2 separate regions of the Mus musculus genome follow, and region 1 is linked to region 2. The links are chromatin contacts, called in public promoter capture Hi-C maps. All regions are on one chromosome and are shown on one strand. Each heading gives the region's core, a stretch centred on a gene start, on an enhancer-like site or on the middle of the called end of the contact. The rest is flanking DNA. Distances are from core to core; before and after follow the strand shown.

The links. Promoter capture Hi-C pulls out the DNA fragments that hold promoters and counts their contacts.
Region 1: a contact with region 2 is called in a promoter capture Hi-C map of pre-B cells, with 5 times the contacts expected there. The contact joins the promoter of Mrpl27 here to the promoter of Nme2 in region 2. A contact is called at or near these places in 2 of 39 promoter capture datasets (embryonic stem cells and pre-B cells).

Annotation. Positions count from the first base shown.
Region 1 is chr11:94,652,266-94,657,529 of GRCm38.p6, reverse strand. Mrpl27 (mitochondrial ribosomal protein L27) reads right to left here and starts at 3,739. Exons shown (of 4, transcript NM_053161.2): 1 at 3,689-3,739; 2 at 912-1,043; 3 at 480-547. The coding sequence starts at 3,728. It overlaps Eme1 (essential meiotic structure-specific endonuclease 1), which reads left to right and starts at 3,787. Exons shown (of 9, transcript NM_177752.5): 1 at 3,787-3,834.
Region 2 is chr11:93,954,534-93,959,663 of GRCm38.p6, reverse strand. It overlaps Nme2 (NME/NM23 nucleoside diphosphate kinase 2), which reads left to right and starts at 3,408. Exons shown (of 5, transcript NM_008705.5): 1 at 3,408-3,838; 2 at 4,040-4,169. The coding sequence starts at 4,044. It overlaps Nme1 (NME/NM23 nucleoside diphosphate kinase 1), which reads left to right. Exons shown (of 5, transcript NM_008704.3): 5 at 151-739. The coding sequence ends at 268.

The sequences.
Region 1 (5,264 bases), core at 2,490-4,989, 700 kb before region 2:
CCAGCCATTTGATGTTTTTAAGGGAAGGAAAAGTATTCATTGAATCTGATTCTGGCTGAATAAAAATATTTCTTCCTTTGGAGTCATAAAAGAGGAAATGTCTATTAAAATTATAAATTGATTTTAAAAAAACCCCAAAGACACACGTATCTGTAAGGGTACAGCACTTTCAGAAGATAACTGCATTTAAACCATATTATTTCTAGGTCTTCAGGCAGCTGAAGAGCTCATACATCATTTTATTTAACTGTCTTTCATTTCTATGGAAGAGAAAGATGAGACCCCAGGCATGCTATGATCTGATGGTAGGCAATCTGGGCTTTAACTAGGGTTCCACTACTCTCTGAGCCTCCGGCATTTCAACCATAAAACAGAGAGGACATCTACCTCATAGGGACAGGCTGAGGACACAAGACATTTGCATGAAAAGGTTGCCCTAGGAAAGACAAGAAAGGGGGAGGGGGCAGAGAGCAACTCACATGGGCTCCCGGGTGCCATCTAAACTGACGCTGAGTGCCAAGGATGTTGCCAGCGTGAACGTAGTGACCTGAAAGAGAAGTCCACAGTGAGCCGACTCTGTGCCAGTGTTCACAGAAGCCCAGCAAAATGCTGACAAGTCATGGCAGCCCAAGGGTCCCCATCAAACCCCAAGCCTGCTCCTGGATAGACCACTAAGATGGCCCTACATAAACAGCACCTGACCCCAATCCAGCAGACTCTTTTTTGACTGCATGGCTAAGAAACTGCAACTCCCTGGGGTCCCTGCTCCTCCCATGTGGAGATGAGTGCCACAGTGAACTGCAGAGAGACAGGAGAGTGAGGCCCCTGAGTAGCATTTCTGCTCTTCTGAGAAAGGGCAGGGCAGCACTGTGGGCTGTGGCTTGAAAACAGTAAGGAAGGCACGCCCTCACCTTCCATTTTCTTGATGCCGTAGTGTTTGCCTCGTGATTTCCCACCAAGGTTCTTAGAGCTGCCACCTGTCTTCTTGGATGCATGTCTGACAGCGAGTGCTGTGGGTGCTGTGGGGCTCAGCAGGGCTGTCACTGCAGAGAAAGCGAAACCCTGCTCAGAGAGGCTCCCGAATGCAGTGCGCTTTCTTGTCTCTGTGGACCATTTGCCAAGCTGAGAAGCAGCGAGGGAGATGAGGAAAAATGAGAGATGTGTGAAAGGAACAGAGATGCTAAGTGTGTGGTGTTCAGGGAATGCCTGGGCAGGGAGCAATTCATCCCTGGAATTGGCCCAGAGGTAACCATGGTATGGCGGGTGGGTGGTGGTGGTGGTGGTCTGTGTATTAGGGAGAGCAGGCAGTGAGCATCACGGGGGGGGGGGGGGGGAGAGAACAGTCTATGCTCTGGCTCCTGACACATCCAGTCCAGCTGAGCAGAAACAAACAGCACAGAAACAGATGAAATGGACACCAGACAGCTGCCTGCTTAGAAGATTCAGTTTCCTGGCCAAGGGAAGGGCAGCGTACAAGATGTGCAAGGCTTGCCTCTGATTCCGCCTCCCTTACCACTGCCTTAGCTATCCACTCACCCATGCACATCAGACACTTGCCACTGTCTTAGCTATCCACTCACCCACTACACATCAGACACTTGCACCAGAAGGGCAGCCCGTCCGTCAGAGGGTGGCTCCCGCAGGCAACTGGCCATTACAGAAAGGTCTTTTTTTCCCAGAGTCCATAAGCAGATGTCCAACCAAGACTGGCATTAATCTGGGCCTCTCCACCCATTATCCCAAAGGACTCAACACCATTTTCTTTAAAGGGGGAAATTATGAGGGAGGCGTTGAAGGGGATAGAGATGATCAAAATACATTGTATGCATGAACAAAATTCTCAAAGATTAAATGAAAATGCTTTTAAAAGAAGATTATCTAAAATGCATGCTAATGGGGCCAGAGAGAGATGGCTCAGAGGTTAGCAGCAGCGACTGCTCTTGCAGAGGTCCTCTGTTCAGTTTCTAGCACTTTTGTAGTGGTCCACAGTCATCTGTAACTCCTGTTTCAGGGGATCCAATGGCCTTTTCTTACCTCTGCTGGTACCAAGTATACCGTGTGGTATGCATATATACACATAGGCAAAACATTCATACACAAAAATAAAATCCAGGCTGTCTGTTTTAGGTCTCTAGGCATAGTATAGGATCTTAGGATCTAGTATCAGCCCATTTAGAGTTGCTTTATGGGTGTTTGGGGGCATAGCACTGGTTATCTAGGTTTCTCAAATTCCCATAAGAACAGAAAGTTGCTGGGATACAAGACTAGCTCTCAGAGAGCAGGCTGGGCATGGTGGCACAGGCAAGCTTTTGATGCTAGCACTTGGGAGGCAGAGGCAGGCAGATCTCTGTGACAACAGGACCAGTTTGGTCTAGAGACTGAGTTCTAGGACAGCCAGGGCTTCATAGTGATACAGTGTCTCCAAACAAACAAACATCACAAAAAAAGAACTTAGGAGACATCTTCAATGTCCAGCAATGGAATGGAATCCCCTCCCCCCTCTCCTGTAGCCCATGAAGACCTTGAACTTGCAATCCTCAGGCCTTTACTTCACATATAACCGAGGTTACAGGCATGCACTTCCTGGCTTCACCCACTCACTTACTGGTGATTGGTGTTTTGCTTTTGCCTACATTGTTTCACTCATATGTCTCTGCTCTTGTGAAAAACAAGACTTTACAGATGACTCTCTTCCCTCATTTTACAGAGCAGTAAGACTTGTGGAATCTATATCTTCAGAACAGACAGATGTCATATTCACCCACTACCCTCCAGCTTCTCTACCAACACCACTAATATCTGGGCCAAATGATCTATCCTATAGCAAGTCTTGCAGATGGTTTTCTGTGTAGGTTATTTTATTTTATTTTATTTTATGTTATTTTATTTATTTATAGCTTTTGAGTCTGTGACCCAGGCTGGCCTTGGATCTGATGAAATCTTCCTGCCCCAGGCTCCTAAGTGCAGGGATTATAGGCACTACTATTCCTGGTCCCACTTGGTTTCATTTTCATTTATTTATTTGCACCCAGTCTGCCTCCTCTTAATTGGCTCCTCAAAACTGTAAAACCGAGTCAAGTCATTTTCTTGCCTTCTGTCTACACAGGTTTGGTTGGGTCTGTCTCTTTTAGGTCTAAATTGCTATCCCTTCAAGAGACTTCCTTGGTCCCCTAATCTAAGACTCTTCACAATACTATTCGAGATTACAACTAAGTTACTCACGTGTTTACTGGCTGAACTCACAAGGCGTTAGAAACCATGTTTATGCTGGTACTCTGAGCAGTGTCTCACCAGACCTAAGCGTTGGTCATGGTCATAGACATCTGAAATACCAGCTCTAAGACGGCAAACTACACAGTGGGAACCTACCTCAAAAGCGAGGAAAGGAAAAAAGCTAAGTCTTGAATATCAATTAAATGTTTTGAACTTAGTCTTCTTCAAATCCGGAGGGATCCACATAAACCCAGAGGGGACAGAGCTTCTGGAGTAACTATCCAACGGGCTTTCATTCTGCACTCCCACCCTCCGCAAGCACCGCCCACAACGTGTCACGTGACCGGAGACAGTCGCCCTCCAAAGGTCCGGAGCCCCTCACTTCTTCCCCGTATCTAGGTTCACCATGGGCTCCAGTTTCCATCTCCCAGCCTCCCTGCTGTCTCGCCTCGCAATAGCCACAGTGCTGAGCTACCTGCTGCCCGCGTCCTCAGCGTAAGCGCCGCCGCCGCCATATTTGCTTCACGTTCACTTCCAGGCTGGGAAGTCTGCTTCCGCTACCGGGATAGATCTACTTCCGGGTCTTGCGGACAATTCAAAGAGTGGCGGGAGCAGTAGCAGGTGAGCCCAGATCTCTTGGGGTTTATGGCCGGGACCTCCGGCGACTTCTGCAGTGGACCGTGGGCCCCAGAGACAAGGAGTGTGGCCAGCACGGACGTTTGTCCCACTCCAGGAACCACACGAAGGTCCCTAGGGAGGGACCAGGGTGAGGCTCAGCTAGATTCTGTGCTAGACTGGTTGTAGATGCACAATTTCATTTAATTCCTTACAAACCTAAGTTACTGGTATTATGTTAAATTGAGATCCAGGAAGACTGCAAAGATTATCAGTCACTAATTATTGTTGAAAGAATGATTCTTGCGTGTAACCCAGCAGTTCCAGGCAGACTTAAGTGTACGCACAAGAGAACTGTGAAAACATACTCGTTCAAAATATTTGTACGTGAATGTCTGTAGCAACATTATCCGTAACAGCCAAGAAAGGGGAGCAGGCTAACCGTCCATCAAGCAATAAATGCGTAAACAAAATGTGACATAGCCACACAGTGGAATATTATTCAGCTATAAAAAATGAGGCAGTACTGGTGCATAGTATGGCCACAGAAGGACCCTGAAAGCATGACTGCGAAAGACACCAGTCACCAAAGGCACATACGGTGTGCTTTTATGAAATATACAGAACCTGTAAATCCATAGAGACAATGGATCTTATTTTATTTTTAGATGCTGGGAGAGAGAAAGAACTTGTTTTTTTGTGTGTGGGGGCTTTTTTTTTTTTTCTTAATTTTTAAATAAATAAATAAATGCCAGGTGGTGGTGGCGCATGCCTTTAATCCCAGCACTTGGGAGGCAGAGGCAGGCGGATTTCTGAGTTCTCAGCCAGTCTGGTCTACAAAGTGAGTTCCAGGACAGCCAGGGCTATCTATACAGAGAAACCCTGTCTCAGAAAAAAAAAAAAAAAAAAAATGGTTATAGAAATACCCTTGCTTTTGAGAAGTCTCACTGTATCAAGTAGGCTGGCCTTGAACTCAAAATATCCCCCTCTGTAGCCTCCCAATAGGTGGGATTGCAGTTGTGTGCCAGCATGCCCAGTTTGTAGGATTTCTCTTTGTGATGATGGAGACATTCGGGAGTAAGAGGAGGGTAATGCTGACACAGCACAGACATACGGAGCCCCATCAGTCTGAGTGAATGATTTCTTTATCTGTTAACTGTACTAAGGCTGGGGCCTAACGTTCATGTAGGGCTCTCTATGTGCTAAGCAAGCACTCTACCGCTGCTACTCCAACACCTAAAGGATAGTTTTGAGTACTATACACTATGTGAATTGTAAGGGGAGTTTTTTCCTGTGTGTGGACATGAGCGTACATGGGTGTGTGCATAGGCATGCTTTCCACTGTGTGTAGGTTCTAGGAACTGAAATCCAACTAGGTGACATATGTTTTTGCTCACCGAGCCATCTGATTTACTTGCTTTTATTTGTCTATTTTA
Region 2 (5,130 bases), core at 2,159-4,658:
CAGGAAGTCCTTCTTTCATGTCATTCTGAAGTACTTGGGACTCTGGCTTTTCTGATGCCATGGCCTTCCGCTATCCATAGTCGAGCGCAAGGGGCTATGGGCAGGCTTATCTCTCCCATTTGTAATGATGTCACCTCTCTCCCCACCCAGGAACATCATTCATGGCAGCGATTCTGTAAAGAGCGCAGAGAAGGAGATCAGCTTGTGGTTTCAGCCTGAGGAGCTGGTGGAGTACAAGAGCTGTGCGCAGAACTGGATCTATGAGTGACAGGACGGTGCTGGTTTTCTACCTGCTTACTCTTGTTCTCACAGGCAGGGGACCAGCAACCCTAGATATTTCTGGAACTTCTTTGACCTGGAAGGAACCTTTGGGAGCTGTGACTCCCTGTGCAGTGTTACGTGCCACTGTTAGATTAAAGTGTTTAATCTGTACTTTGTATTGCTGTACAGCTCTGCATTCCTTACCTCCTTCAGGCTTCTGGATAATCTGAGTGGACAGAATGTAAATGTTTTACAAATTACTTATATTGGCCTCATGTGCACACAGAGATTCTTTTCATTTGTGGTTTGAGCCACCACCCTGAGACACAAGGGCATTTCTTTGTCTATCTCCCTTCCTATCACCTGTGTTCTGTTCTCTCCTGGCACAGTCAGACAACAATTTGTGTGGAGGATGTGTGAGGTTGTGAAAACTGTTCTGGGAACAGAGAATTCATTAGAAATAAAGATGCCAAGCCAAGCCTGTTGGCCCAGGCCTGTAATTCTAACACTCAGGAGACAGAGGCAGGGGGATGAATTCCAGGCCAGCCTAGACTACATAGTGAAACCTTGTCAAAACAAAACAAATCAAACAGCTGGGTGTAGTGGAGCATGCTTTTTAATCCCAGCACTGGGGAGGCAGAGGCACTCTCTCAAAAAACCAAAACCGGAAAACAACAATCCCCCACCGGCTGGGGATGTAGCTTAGTTGGAAGAGAGAGTCTGGCCTAACATACACGAAGCCTTGGGTTCTATCCCGAGCACTGCAGAATGGCATGGTAGTACTGTGATCCAGCACTCAGGAGGTAGGATCAGAAGTTCAGAGTTGTCCTCAGCTTTATAGTTTGAGGCCAGCCTGGGCTATACAAGAACTTCTCTTTAAAAAAAAAAAAAGCTGGATGGTGGTGGCTCATGTCTTTAATCCTAGCACTCAGGAGGCAGGGGTAGGTAGTTCGAGATCAGCCTGGTCTGCAGAGTGAGTTCTAAGACAACCAGGGAAAGACAGAAACTCTGTCTTGGAAAAACAAAACAAGCAAAAACCAACAACAAACCAAGAAAATTGTGAGACGTTGTAGCTACCATCAGATCAGAAAACCCATGTGTTCTGTAGGCCTGGGACCGTCAGCTGGTGTCCAATGAAGGGTCCTTCTACTGTGGGGTAGGGAGGTATGTGACCTGACAAAGGGGTAACCGACTCTTCACCCGACAGGTAAGTTCAGTGAAATTTGCAGATTCTCAGTACAGTTGACATTTGGTAACTCCAAAACATGGGAGAGTGGTGGCACATGTCTGTAATCCCAGCATTTAGGAGGGAGAGACAGGCTTTCAGTAAGCTTGAGGCCAGACTGGTGCAGTCCAGCCAGGGCTATGCAGCTAGATCCTCTCAAAAGGCAACCAACCAGCTGGCTGGGCAAATGCGAGCCCACACACACTTCAGGCTGAGAATGAAGGAAATGGGCCCAGAGTGAGGGCAAATGGCAGTCGGTGCATCCTAGTTGGATGCTCTGCTAATTGAGGTGTAGGACAGTGGAGAGGTGTGATGGGCTGTTACCCACCTGAGTAGTTATAGGCGACCAGTTGGGCTGGAGCCACAAGGCTGATAACCTGAGTTTGGAGGTCAGCCGACCTCATCTCATCTCAAGTTGTGAGTAGTACTGGTGTCATAGAGAACATAGAGAGCTTGCCGGTTCCTTTAGAGATGCAGGGAGGCATCAAAGCAGGGTATATTCTCTCGATGAGACCAGGGCTAGAGTCACTTGAAATCAGTGTTCATTGGGAATCAAAGAAATAAAAAAATAAAAAAAGGAAATTGTAGGTTCAAGTGCCCAGTGTGTAGAGCCTGTATGAGATAACTTTAGAGTTTAATTGCTCATCCTAATGGCCAGTGAGCAGAGGGCTGTTCTGTCCAAGCAGGTCTTTAGCCAGGGCTGATGCAATGGAGCTGGAGAAGGAGGTTTCAGGCATTTTGACTCATCTGCGCTAGTTAGGCTCAGTGCCTTGGGCAATGCCCTAAACCTATTTACTGGGATGTTCAGGGCCCCAGCTCAGGCTCCAAGCCTGCTGGGAGAAGCAGCAGCTGGTTCACACAACATACTGCAACTTTTTTGGGTGTGGTCTGGATATGGAAATGAAGCAGATGTGGGCACTGAGGGCACCTTTAGGGTACTGGTGGCTTGCCAAGAAGACAGGAGGTAAAGACTGCAAGTTGACAGGCCTGGCTTCTGAGAATACAGAGTCTGGAGTACTGGAGGTTGGACCAAGGCCTTGTGCATGCTACACAAGTGGACCTACCACAGAGCTAAATATTCAGTGCTCCCTACCTTCATGTAGTCGAGGCTGGTCTTTAATTCTAGTGTAGCCAAGGATGTACCACTTTACCCACTCCAGCCCCTCTCTTTGTATGTATTCCTTAAAAACTTGTTTTTATCATATTATGTGTAGGTGTGTGTGTTGCATGTGGGTATGTGCACGTAAGGGCATGTCCTTGGAGATGGGAGGCACCGGATTCTATGGAACTGGAGTTATAGTTGTGAGCCACCTGAAGTGTGTGGTTGCTGGGACTTGACCTCTGGCCCCTGGAAGGCTCTTAACTACAAAGCCAGCTCTCCAACACCCCATTTTGTATATTTTGAGACAGACCAGGCTGACTCTGAACTGTGTAGCAGTGGCTGTCCTTTCCTGATCCTCCTGCCTCCACCTCCCAAAAGCTAGCACTATAGGCAAGTGTCATCTCTCACACCTGGTTTTGCTTCTTATTTTGAGGTAGTCTCATGTACCAAATTCACCAGGCTGGCCTTGAATTTCCTCTGAAGTCTAGGCAGGCCGTCAACTTATATACAAAAATCTAGAATCTTGCCAGGGGTGTCTCAGGTTGAGGTGGGTAGCCTGACACTCGGTAGGTAGTGCTCTGTGGGCAGGAATCCCAGGCTCAGGGTGGCATCAGAGCCTCTAGAGGAAAGGTAGGTGAGGAGACAGAGAGCTGGGAGCTGGCCCTAGTGTCAAAAGGCATGGGTTATCTTAGGAATTCGAAAGTCATTCTGAGACAGGAACAGATGGCCTTCTGAGGAGGGGCCTGGAGACAGACTTGGCTCCTAGGGAAGTTGTCATTTTGGGTGAGGAAGGCTAAGCTCAAGCAGAGAGGAAAGAACAGAGGGCTGAATTTCGGAGATAGGAAAAACTCGGGGTATCCCAGAGCATGGAGAGTCCAGCTGGGCGCGGATGTCTCAGGGAAGCTTGAATGCAGATGTCTCCTGGAATAAATTCAGGACCTGGTCTCCAAAGCTGAAGCCTTTAGCTGCAAAGAACAGGCGGACTTGGGTGGAGAACAAATCACTTCCTGCCCCGCAGCCCTCCGCAGCCCTGCAAGGAGAGGGCGTGCACCGCGAGCCTTTGGGCGGGGACAGAGACGACTGGCAAGACCAGGCAGCCTGAGCGTCCCGGGTTGGGCAGCGGGGTCCTCCGGGGTGTGGCGTCTCTCGTCCCGCCCCGCGTCCCTCCTCTCTCCGCGCCGGCTGGTGGTCGTTCTATTCTCTTTGCTTCTGTCGCTCATCGCAGACACCAGCCGACCCACCGGCTTTCGGTAAGGCTAAGATGCACTCCCCGCCCCGACATCAGCTCACCACAGGCTCCCGCAGTCCTCTTTCTGGGCCTCCCGGGCGGGGCAGAAGTATCTGGAAAGCCACGTGTCCTCCGCAGCGGCGGCGGTGGCAGGAACCCACGTGGCTTCCTGGGCCGGCTTGGGTCGGCCGGGCCTCATCGACTACACTTCTTGCCTCCACAGGACCATGGCCAACCTCGAGCGTACCTTCATTGCCATCAAGCCAGATGGCGTGCAGCGCGGCCTGGTGGGCGAGATCATCAAACGGTTCGAGCAGAAGGGGTTCCGCCTGGTGGCCATGAAGTTCCTTCGGGTAACAACGCCCTTCGCCCCCTACCCCTCTGCTGCTGGGTGGCGGGAGTTTGGTTCGCCCGCCAGTAGTTTGGCCGCGTCGCCTTTTGGAGTCGGAGTTAGGCCTCCTGGCTGATTTCACTCCCACGAGAATCCTTTTGACCTCCGCCTCTCACCAGACGTTGGTGGCTCGCTGGCCCTTTCCCAGGCCGGGGAGGACAGACGCCCTTGGGAAGGTTTAAGTGGAGGTAACGTGACTGGTGTCGGTGCCCAGGCCTGGCTTCCCTCCCACAGTGTGTCCTGGTCCTGTCCGTCTCGCAAAAGGTCTCCAGTCGGCTTGTGTTGTCATGTGGGATAGCAAGGATTGGAGAGAGCCTGAAACCCGCCCTGTACAATTGCAATTCTTTTGTGCTTGAGCCGAAACTTCCAGATGACCTAGGCTGCATCTCTCCTTGGCATAGGATAGTAACTATTTGACATGGTATGTAGCCACCAGCTGAAGGTGTAGTTCATGAGGTCTAGAGTCAACCCCTCCTAAACAGTAGGGTGTGGTGGCACATGCTCAAATCTCAGCACATAAAGGTGGAGATAAGAAAATCTGGGTCAGCCTGGCGGTGGTGGCGCACACCTTTAATCCCAGTACTCGGGAGGCAGAGGCGGGCGGATTTCTGAGTTCGAGGGCAACCTGGTCTACAAGGTGAGTTCCAGGACAGCCAGGACTGTACAGAGAAACCCGGTCTTGAAAAGAAAAAAAAAAAAAAAAAAAAAAAAGAAAATCTGGGTCACCCTTGCCTATACCTGGAGTTTAAGGCCAGGTCTGGATCCCATGAGACCCAGGTCTGTCTTTCTTTCTTTCTTTCTTTCTTTCTTTCTTTCTTTCTTTCTTTCTTTTTTGACCCAGTTTTTTTTTTTTTTTTTTTAATACAAGGTTACCTTTTAAAATTTTTTATTTATTTATTTATTTATTTATTTATTGGTTTTTC